Regions from separate parts of the Triticum aestivum genome. Here region 2 is linked to region 1. A link is a contact called in public Hi-C data. All regions are on one chromosome and are shown on one strand. The core of a region is the stretch at or near the end of the contact, and the rest is flanking DNA. Distances in the headings are between cores, read along the strand shown.

Region 1 (5,075 bases), core at 1,834-4,333:
TTGTGACCCCATAGGTTCGGTAACTCATAGACATGAACGAAACCGTTCGTTCAATGTCCGATAGCGAAATCGTGGACGTCCATATCTTTTTTTTTGAATCCGTGGACGTCCATATCGATCCCTATGAGCACATGAATGATATTCAAGTGAACCTTTGGTTATCATGTGATGTTCCCTTTGCTTCGCGATACTTCACAAAACCCGAGATGCATCGGTATCCTCCCGAGTCATCACCATGCTCACTATACCAAAATCCTTGTTACCGGTTTATTCTTCTTTCTCGTTATTGTGTTCCGGCATCCCCGTGACGAAGTCATCTATGTCTGACCAAACGATAATTAATGTCGTCACACCGAGAGGGCCCTAAGAATATCTTCCATCGCCGGAGGACAAAATCTCAGTCTCGAGCTATATAGTCCCTTGTCAAACTTTCCGATGAGCCTATAAGTTGTCTTTATGATCATCGTGTTACATGTGACATTTGAGCAACCCCAAAGCCCACCGTACGGTAAGAAGTGACTACGATACTCTCATGTTCTAAGGAGCAAATTCACATGTTAACACTATGTGTTATTACAATTGATTACAAACAATATTAACTCAATTCATAACATACAAGATTGGGTCGATTTAATATGGTCGTTCTTCCAACGTCATAATCTCAATGTTGTTTTAGGACTATCGTTACACTTAACGATATCCTAAGATCCGAAGAACGTGATCACCAACAACACTTGAGCTAGTCTTGGAGACAAGACTAGAAACCTTTTATTTAACCGGTTACCACTCCACAGGTGGATATGAGTTTTCCACTGAATCACATATTCCAGGATCATAGTAGTTATAGAATGGAATATAAACTCTATAATTATGAATATGGAAATATAATAATACAAATATTATTGCCTCTAGGGAATATTTCCAACACCGAGCCAGGTTATGTTGTGTGTTAAATGGAAGGTCAATTCACGTTTTAAATGATCCCACATCGCCCCTTTACATCTAATTCACCCAGTTTATATACGCCATTGACTTTCCTGGGAGTTAAGAAGTTGTCTTGGGAATAAGGAAAGAGAGAGGAGCTAAGGAAGGAAAGAGAGGCTTGTGATTTCAGAAATAAGGACGCAAAGAGAAACGAATGTGATTCAAGTTGCGTCAGAGGCTAAGGAAGGAAAGAGAGAGAGAGAGGATTTTAAGGAACGAAATGACAGGCATGTGATTTCAGAAATAAGGAAGCAAACTGACGGACGTGATTCACGGTTGCGTCATGATGCAGGTTTTGCCGTTGCTGCATGCGCTACCCAAGAAAATAAAAAGTGACTGCTACAATCGTACATATTTCAGATTTTAGACGTGAAGCAAAGAGAAACGGAAGTGTGAATTTACATTGCATGATGAGGTTTGCCTGTTGTCTGCATACGCTTGCTCATATACCCAAAAAAATGCGTCGTTTCATACGACCACGACAATACGACATACAACCAGAAAGCAAAGAGAAGAAACAAACAATGATTCCATTCTACGATGTACATCCGGAAAGCAACAAGTTGTCTAATTAAGCACATAAACAAAACAAATAAACAGGAACATGCGCTATTCCATACAATTAACACATTTGCTTTAGGAAAAACCGGACACTCTATAAAAACTATTTAGTTTCTTTTATTAACAATGGATGCATACATATAAAAAACTCTCATGCAAGCAAGAAATTTGGATCGCAATCTACAGTCACTGATACCAAATAACAGAAAGGAAAAGGATTGAGAGTGGCATGCACGGATAACCAATGAAGAAAAATAGGAAAAACTAAAAAGACGTCGTGAAACCTATCAACGAAATAAAACAATTAAAGATTCCACCCAGTTGCACAAAAAGCACACAAGGAAGGAAGAAAAATGCAAACATGGAGCCAACACAAAAGGGAAAAAAATGCGCACAAGAAAGGCAGAAAATATGCAAATATGCAGCCAGAACAAAAGGAAGCTAGAATTGAGCAAATTGCAGCTAACCATGAATTGAAGCGCAACAGCATGCAAAGGTTCAATTGTGATGGAGAGCCTTGCATATATCACAACAGAAGAGGAAAGAGTAAATCTATACGACGAGATTTCGTGGTTAGCACACACACAACAGAAGCATACATGCATGGACAGCCGATGTATACAACATTTTTATTGTATGATGTTAGTAACTCAATAGAAATGTTGCATATACGACATTTTTATTATGTGTATAATGCTTAATCTGCATTGTATACTAACCTTCTGTTATGGTTGATAATCTATATCTTTTGCACTTATATTTGGTTTGTTTGTTGAGATATACGCACACTATAAACCTAAGGATGGCAGTCAACCATGTCTATACTGGATTATAGTACCGCAGTATGCTTTGTCAGTGACAACCTAGCACATGCTTGATTATAGTACACACTATTCCTATTGAAAGATGTATTAAATCTGAAATATTCATTCTTCTGATAATGAAATGAAGGCGAGAAATAATACCTTGCATTGGCAGAAGAAATTATGCTTCGGTAATTTCAATTTTGTTATCTTTTGTATGTCTTTTTATTCCTATGTTGAGTTTATTTTTTTCATTTCTGTTAGAGATGATTGTCTTTAACCCCTTTTCTTTGTAGGTGATTGTCTTTAACCTAACCCGCAAATTATACAATGCATAAGTTTGTTAGCCGTTTGCAAAGATTGGTTGGCCGAACTCACAATTCTCCTTCATGTACATTCCCATCACCATGCATATTGGGTTTTAGGAGCGTGTGTTTTTCTCCAATTGCAACACACATGCATGTTTGCTAGTTACCTAACGAGAGGGTACACTTTTATTTTAACATCAAAATACTTTTTATTGCAAGGCCATCACCCTAACAAGAGGGAACACCTTTTACAAAAGAGTTGGTATATCAACCGGGTTAAGAATCAAAGCGGTTCTTACTAGATTGCTTGATTGGCACGTCGGCGTCCTGTTCAAAATTTTGAATTTTGAATGGGCCGTAAAAGGCTTAGCTGGCAGCAGCAACGAGCGTGGGCTTGGTGTTACGGCTCACAAGTTCCTCGTGCGAGGCCTTCAAATAACCCCCACCTCGTCGCAGCCGCAGTGATCCACATTCCACCCGCACCTGCGCTTCCCAAACCTCCCCTCTCCCCCAGCCTCCGCCCCACTTCTCCTCCAGCAGCACGCGAACCTCCGCCTCTTACAGGTCTCGTCCTCCTCCACCGCTTCCACTCGCCGTCTTCGCTCGCGTGTCCCAGTGCTCGCTCCTGACACCTTCTCCTCTGACGCAGGCGGACACGCGGGATGGCGCCGTCCAAGCAGTACGACGAGGGCGGGCAGCTCCAGCTCATGGAGGCCGACCGGGTGGAGGAGGAGGAGGAGTGCTTCGAGTCCATCGACAAGTGTACGTTCGCCGCCTCCAACCCCTCTCCTCTCCAAACCCTCCCGCCGCCCCGTCTCCGGTGCTGCATTTACTTGCTTGTTCGTGTGCCTGCGTCGCGCGCGTGTCGGCGCGTGGGGGTTAGGCCTGCTCACCGTTGCGTCCCGGGTGCTTCCGCCTCTAAGTTCGCGCGTTTCGGTCGCAATTTCGTGCTGTTTGGAGATGGATTTGGTGCGGATTTCGCTTAGCCTCCACATTTGGTTGGTTTTTGGTGCGTGCAGCGCGTGGTCGTGTGCTCCTGTTGCGTTGGTTTTGATTTTCTCCCCTATGTCGTGCAATCTGGGGATTAACTAGCGCCCTTTGGTAGCCTAATTTCGTGCAGCTTTGTTGATGCCCCCCACTTGATTTCTCTTTACCGGCTAGTTTGTGCTAATCGCTGTGTGGTGCCGTTTTTTCTCCACGAATTAGTCTGAATTTAGCCCCAATTTTGAGCTGCCATGCGTTTAATCTGCCGTAGCGATCACTGGCTGTAGAATCCTTTCGAATTCGAAACTAGATACAGTTCAATCGCGTGGGTTTTCTGTGGAAACTTGGACCAATTACGGACGCGTTTTCCTGCACTTCGAGGCGTAGGGTTTTAAGCCTGTCTTCCTTATCTGTTCCACTTTTTTTTTCTGAATGTTCACCTGTTATGTTCCATAATTACGGGTAGCTTCCGCGAGTTTAGCAAGTTTACTTTAAACATTTGCCTAGATGTGATCCGCGCTTGTGTTTTGTTTGCGTGATCCAATTGGTTCGTCGTGCACTTTGTTCATTGCCATGAATTTGAATCCTAAGCCGTAACATTCCTTGTAACGCTGTAACTAATCACTCGTCCAAACAGTGATCTCGCAGGGAATAAACTCAGGAGACGTGAAGAAGCTGCAGGATGCGGGGATCTACACTTGCAATGGGCTGATGATGCACACCAAGAAGGTCAAAATCCCTTCAGAGCCTAAATCTGCACGCATTCTCCCTAAAATTTGTGGTTGCATGCTGAAGTTGATTTCTGGTGCACGACACATGACTGTTATTAGTAGCTTTATGTATTCAAGTTTCAACACATGATTGATGTTGTTTCAGTATCAATGTACGGATTCATCTTGCAGAGCCTTACAGGGATTAAGGGCTTGTCTGAAGCGAAGGTTGATAAGATCTGTGAGGCTGCTGAAAAACTTCTGGTATGATTGTTATCATCTTTGCATTGATTCTGGTTTAGAACTTCTGTGCCATATTATTCTCTTTGCATTGATTCTGGTTTACAACCTCTGTGCCATCTGTGCTATGCGATAGAATCTTCTGAAGTTTGTGTACTATTTGATTTTCAGAGTCAGGGTTTCATGACAGGAAGTGATCTCCTTATTAAGGTGAGGTTTAGGAGCTAAGCTACTGATTAAGGACGATCATACAGTTTAGTACTGTTTTGGCCATAGTGCTACTATGCTAAACTTACTGTAAATAATAGTTTGTTTTTGGAATCTGCTTGAGTGCTTTCATTACTCCACCTGTGTACTGCCCGGTTGTTTGATTTACTTTTCCGTATATTGAAGCGAAAGTCTGTTGTCCGGATTACCACTGGGAGCCAAACGCTTGATGAGCTGCTTGGAGGTAACATATGTCATCCTTGATTCTGTTCTGATTA
Region 2 (4,694 bases), core at 1,469-3,968, 290 kb before region 1:
TTAGCTACATGTCAGCCTTGCTAGTTAGGACTCGACAATTGGTATCAGAAATGGCATGAGTACTAGAACTTTTATGGATTTTATTAACGGAAACTGTAGGGGAGGCCCAACTTTTATGGAGTTCAGAAAACAGTCATCATTTAAGGTAGCGATGAGGGATTAAAGCTCACAGTGCTTAGTGTTTGAGGCACACAGAAAATAGTTTCTACTGTTGCATGGTTCACAATGAACTGAACTGCATCTGGACCTACAGAAAGTACATTACATAGAAAATGTTACTGGATGACTGAGACATAGAGCAAAGGTCATTTGGTAATAGGAACATACCAAGAGTATCATAAAGTGGTACAGATACATATGAATATGCAGCACAAGCATGATCAATTATGATCCACTCAGGTCTGTTTATAAAATACAGACCAATGCGTGCACCCTGGTTCAGATAAAAAGAATTAAAGTACAAATAAATAATCTGAGAAACTTGAGGTGCTATATCAAGATAGCAATATATGGCAAGGTATCTACTTGTTACTAGTCAATAACAAAAGGGCAAGTGCTTGTTGAGATCTTGATGACTCACTTCAGATATTCCATGATAAATAAGACCAGAACCTATTGCAGTTCTGCTCGTACTAGCTTCTCCATACGTCATCCATTTGTAGCTGCAATGTTATATGCCATTTATAAGAGTCAAACAAGGCAATCATGAAAAAGACTACAAAATGAAAAAAGTAAGGAATACTCGGTTACTCAATCCTTACTCTCCGACTGCTCCATCAGCGCACACTCTTGTACCCAGATACCTACAATCTGTAAAAGTCTCGACTGCATACCTGCACAATTTGGGATACCATATAAAGTTGTACAGGAAAGATGATTACAGTAATGAGGTTTAAAAGGTTTGCAAGAGCTCCCACTCAGTTAGGATTTGCACTTTGGTAAGTTTAATCTCATGTTTGACATATATGCATTTTTTGCAGCCCCCAAGGCTTCGCTAAAACAATAAATAAACAGGTTCCCTTGCATATTACTCTGTAGGATCAGCCAGACTATAGCGTAAGTAGCAATAACTAGTGAGAGCTTCCTTAGGAAAAAAATCCACTCGTTTTGCTGAACTCTGCCTTTCAAACGTTCTCTAGAAATTTCCATCTTTCTAGCATATATTCAGTAAATAAGGAGGACATAATCTGAAAGGCTATTGCAGCACTAATCATTAATGAGAGTTTGCTAACATAAGTATATGATTAAGTTTAGATGGATATTAAGAAACAGAAGTTCAGATGTTCAAGATATTGGGAGTATTCTTACACAAAATTATCATGCAGTGTTCCAATGTCTGGAGTAGCAGGAAATCTGTTAATTAAACGCAGAGGTGACTCTGCAGATCTGCAGGATTGTAACAGTGATTGTGAGCAACAGTATATGAAAATGCATCTTATAACATATAAATAGCCTACCGGTACACGTTCCACTTTCCAGTTTGCAACTTTTCAGGAAGAACAACGCTGTAGCCCTGCACTGAAGAAGATATGCGCATAGAGTTAACAATTATAGTTACTTCTAAATATGCTATTCACAAAAAAAAAAAATGGGTGCTAGTGAATGCTAGGTGAAATTTAGGGTACATTGAATCGTTAATAATAGATTGTTTTAAAATAAGCCATTTCTCAAACAAAGGAAAAACACATGCATTACTCTCCCTGACAGAGTGGGGCTTCTTGCAAACCCCAATGAACACACCAATAACACCACTGTTCATACAAGGAAAAACATGTATGACAGTTCTAAGTAGATGCATAAAAAATACTATAAACTATTCCAATAATCACGAACAGGCCCAAAAAGTAGCAAGGAATATTCCAATTTATTTGGTACTTTTTGAGTTTGCTTTAGACAGGATTAAGCTACAGACTTGCGCTCAGCCTTTCAGGAAGAGGCATCCCGATCAGATTGCAGCAAACAATTCAAGCTTTTCAGATTGCATAGAGGATTCCGTTCCATTCACACCTTCCTGGTGCCGACAAACCAAAAAGGGTAGCTATGGACAGTTAGCAAAACAACCTGCCCAGTCCAGTGCGGGAGCAACCACTCGCTTCTGGTACTATGTTACTTTTCCAGGAAAGTGAAATCCATTTTATAATAACAAACTAACAAGGGAAAAGCAAGCGAGCGACGGAGCAGATGCGCCGTGCCCCGCCCCGATTCGCGAGCCACTCAACAGGATTCTGACCACCACCGCGCCGCCAGCGTTAGTCGCTATCCCCGTTAAAGCGTGCTGTTGAATGAATCGAACGCGAAATCCAAATCCTAGAGCGTCCCGCTGAAGGCCGGTCCAACTAGGACATGCACGCCAAAGGGTCGAGGGGCGAGGGAAGAGAAGAGAGACGTACCGTGGGCGTACTCGCCGGCGGTGGGGTTAGAGGCGAGGCCAGCGGTGGCGCCGGCCTGCGGCTCGAGGTGCGCGGAGACCACGCGGAGGCGTCGCTCCGCGGCGTCCATCATTGCGGGTCCTTCCTCCTCCCGCGCCATGGCTCCCGTGCTTCTGCAGTGCCGGTAGTGTCACGCAACCCCTGTCCGCGTCGCTACTCGTTAGCGCCGCGTGATGATGGGAAGGTGGGGGGAGCAGACGCGAGGGACGGAAAAACACGGGCTTATCGCGTGACGTGAGAGCGAACAGACCGAGGCAGACGTGGGGAACTCGGCTCGCGCCTTGTTCGAGCGGATGCTCCAAAGGTTGCAGCGGGGTTACCCCTCAAAAAAAAAAAAAAAAGGTTGCAGCGGGGTTGGATGATCGAGTGGAGGAGGAGAGACGGAAGCATAGATATCTCCGATGCATTTTGGTCTTTTGGAGCGGTTCGGGGAGCACGGATGTGGTTGTTCGGTTGCGTGCGCGCGTCGACATGCGGCGGCACGGCACGGCGCCCAAGTGTGTGCGGGGATTGGGTTTTTTTATTTACCCAAAAATGACAAATGTTAAAAAAGCTAACGTCAGTTTTATGATCGGCGTCCACACGCTCTGCGCCGTCACGGACGTGTTTGGTTGCCCGCATGCAGCCTAACCAGGCCCGCGTGGGATGTGCGCGTGTTTAGTTGCCTGGGTTGCATGCGGTTTGAGGCCCGCACGGACCTTAAAGCAGCCCGCAGCCTGGCCCGGCGGAAACTGCCGAATCGGCAGTTTCTCGCGAGTCTGGCTGGGCGCGGCCACGCGTGCGGGGCAGTTGCACGTCTCGGGCAGCGCGGGAGACGGAGGGGACGTCTCATAACTCGCCCCCCACTCTCCTGTCACCGCTCAGGCGCATTGTTCCCACCGCTCCCTCACCGCCGCTCCCTCTCCTTTCCGATGGCTCCGCCTCGCCCACCGCCGCGCCGACCCCCGTCGACCAGCGCATCGCTAGCATCCAGGAGCGCTGGCTGGCTGGCCTCCAGAACTCAGGCTGTGACTTGGCGTCGGCGCTGCGAGCGCCATCCCCCATCTGCTGCCCGGCCACCACGAGCGCCGGCCAATGCGGTGTCGGCCGCTCCTGCTCCGCCGCCGATTCCGGACCTTTGTGGTCCTGGGCTCGGCGCCGGCGCCGTCCACGGAGCCGTCCCTTCTTGGGACCCCATTGGCCACGGGGGTTTTCTTGACCCCCGTCCAAGGGTTTTCTCCTGTCGGCGGGCCGTCCTCCTCGACCTCCGGCGTGGCTTTGAGCACGGGACCGATGCCGCAGGCCGTCGCCAGGGCCGGTTCCTCCTCTGCTCCGCCACCTCTCTCCTTCCTGTCGGGGTTTTCACCCCGGCCTCGGTTCACCGCGGCTGCGTGTGCTCCAGTAAGTCAAACCCCCTCACTGCTTGCTCGTAGATGTAGATTAGGGGTTTATTTCTAAGGCATGTGCTGGTAGTTAGTGGATTCGATAGGATTCTAGCAGATCCGATTGGATGCGATCCCAATCGAATCCAATCGGACTGATATGTTCTTGTTTTGTACAGTGTGTGTGGTAGGATAATTTTCTTGTGCTACTGCTAGTGTGTCCTATGATCTGTGTTCATGCTAGTAGCTGTGTGCATGCTAGAATCATGTTCATGTTGACTGATGAATGTTATACTGACGGCATGTTCATGTTGACTGATGAATGCTAGAATCATGTTGACTGATGGCATTTCATGTTCAAGCTAGGATCATGTTCATGTTTCATGTTGCTAACATACATGTTCAAGCTAGGGTTTGTGTTGAATGTTATACGTGCATGTAGTAGGACCATTTTAGGATGGTGCCAAATCTGCATGGCTACACATGGGTGCTATTGGCACTTGTTGTTGCTATTTTTAGATGTTTCCATGGTTTGGATAGTGCAATGATGAGTGCCAGTTGCAGCAAAGCAAATGCCACTGATCAGTGGACTTGCCCAACAGCAAGTCAACTGATCAATGCCACTGATCAGTGGCATTTGCCCAACAACACAAGTGTCATTCATAAGTGGCATTTGCCCATAGGCAAGTGCCTATGGGCAAATGCCACTTATCAATGACACTTGCTGTTGGGCAAAATGCCACTTATCAATGGCACTTGCTGTTGGGCAAGTCCACTGATCAGTGTCATTTGCCTAACATCAAGTGCCATTGATAAGTGGCATTTGCTCAAAGAGTTTGTGCACTGATCAGTGCCATTTGCTCTTGGGCAAATGTCTCTGATCAGTGCCATTTTGCAAAGAGTT

Evidence for each region. Hi-C and Micro-C count contacts between places; a contact is called where the count stands out from the background.
Region 2: a contact with region 1 is called in a Hi-C map of leaf, with 5 times the contacts expected there. The contact joins the promoter of LOC123120317 here to the promoter of LOC100192177 in region 1. A contact is called at or near these places in 4 of 5 Hi-C or Micro-C datasets (leaf and an unstated tissue).

The regions. Positions count from the first base shown.
Region 1 is chr5D:227,903,246-227,908,320 of IWGSC CS RefSeq v2.1, reverse strand. LOC100192177 (meiotic recombination protein DMC1 homolog B) reads left to right here and starts at 3,083. Exons shown (of 15, transcript XM_044540288.1): 1 at 3,083-3,220; 2 at 3,306-3,418; 3 at 4,278-4,369; 4 at 4,543-4,614; 5 at 4,762-4,800; 6 at 4,990-5,041. The coding sequence starts at 3,319.
Region 2 is chr5D:228,194,124-228,198,817 of IWGSC CS RefSeq v2.1, reverse strand. It overlaps LOC123120317 (long chain acyl-CoA synthetase 6, peroxisomal), which reads right to left and starts at 2,718. Exons shown (of 23, transcript XM_044540291.1): 1 at 2,391-2,718; 2 at 1,458-1,518; 3 at 1,309-1,386; 4 at 762-833; 5 at 581-662; 6 at 328-433; 7 at 171-247. The coding sequence starts at 2,529.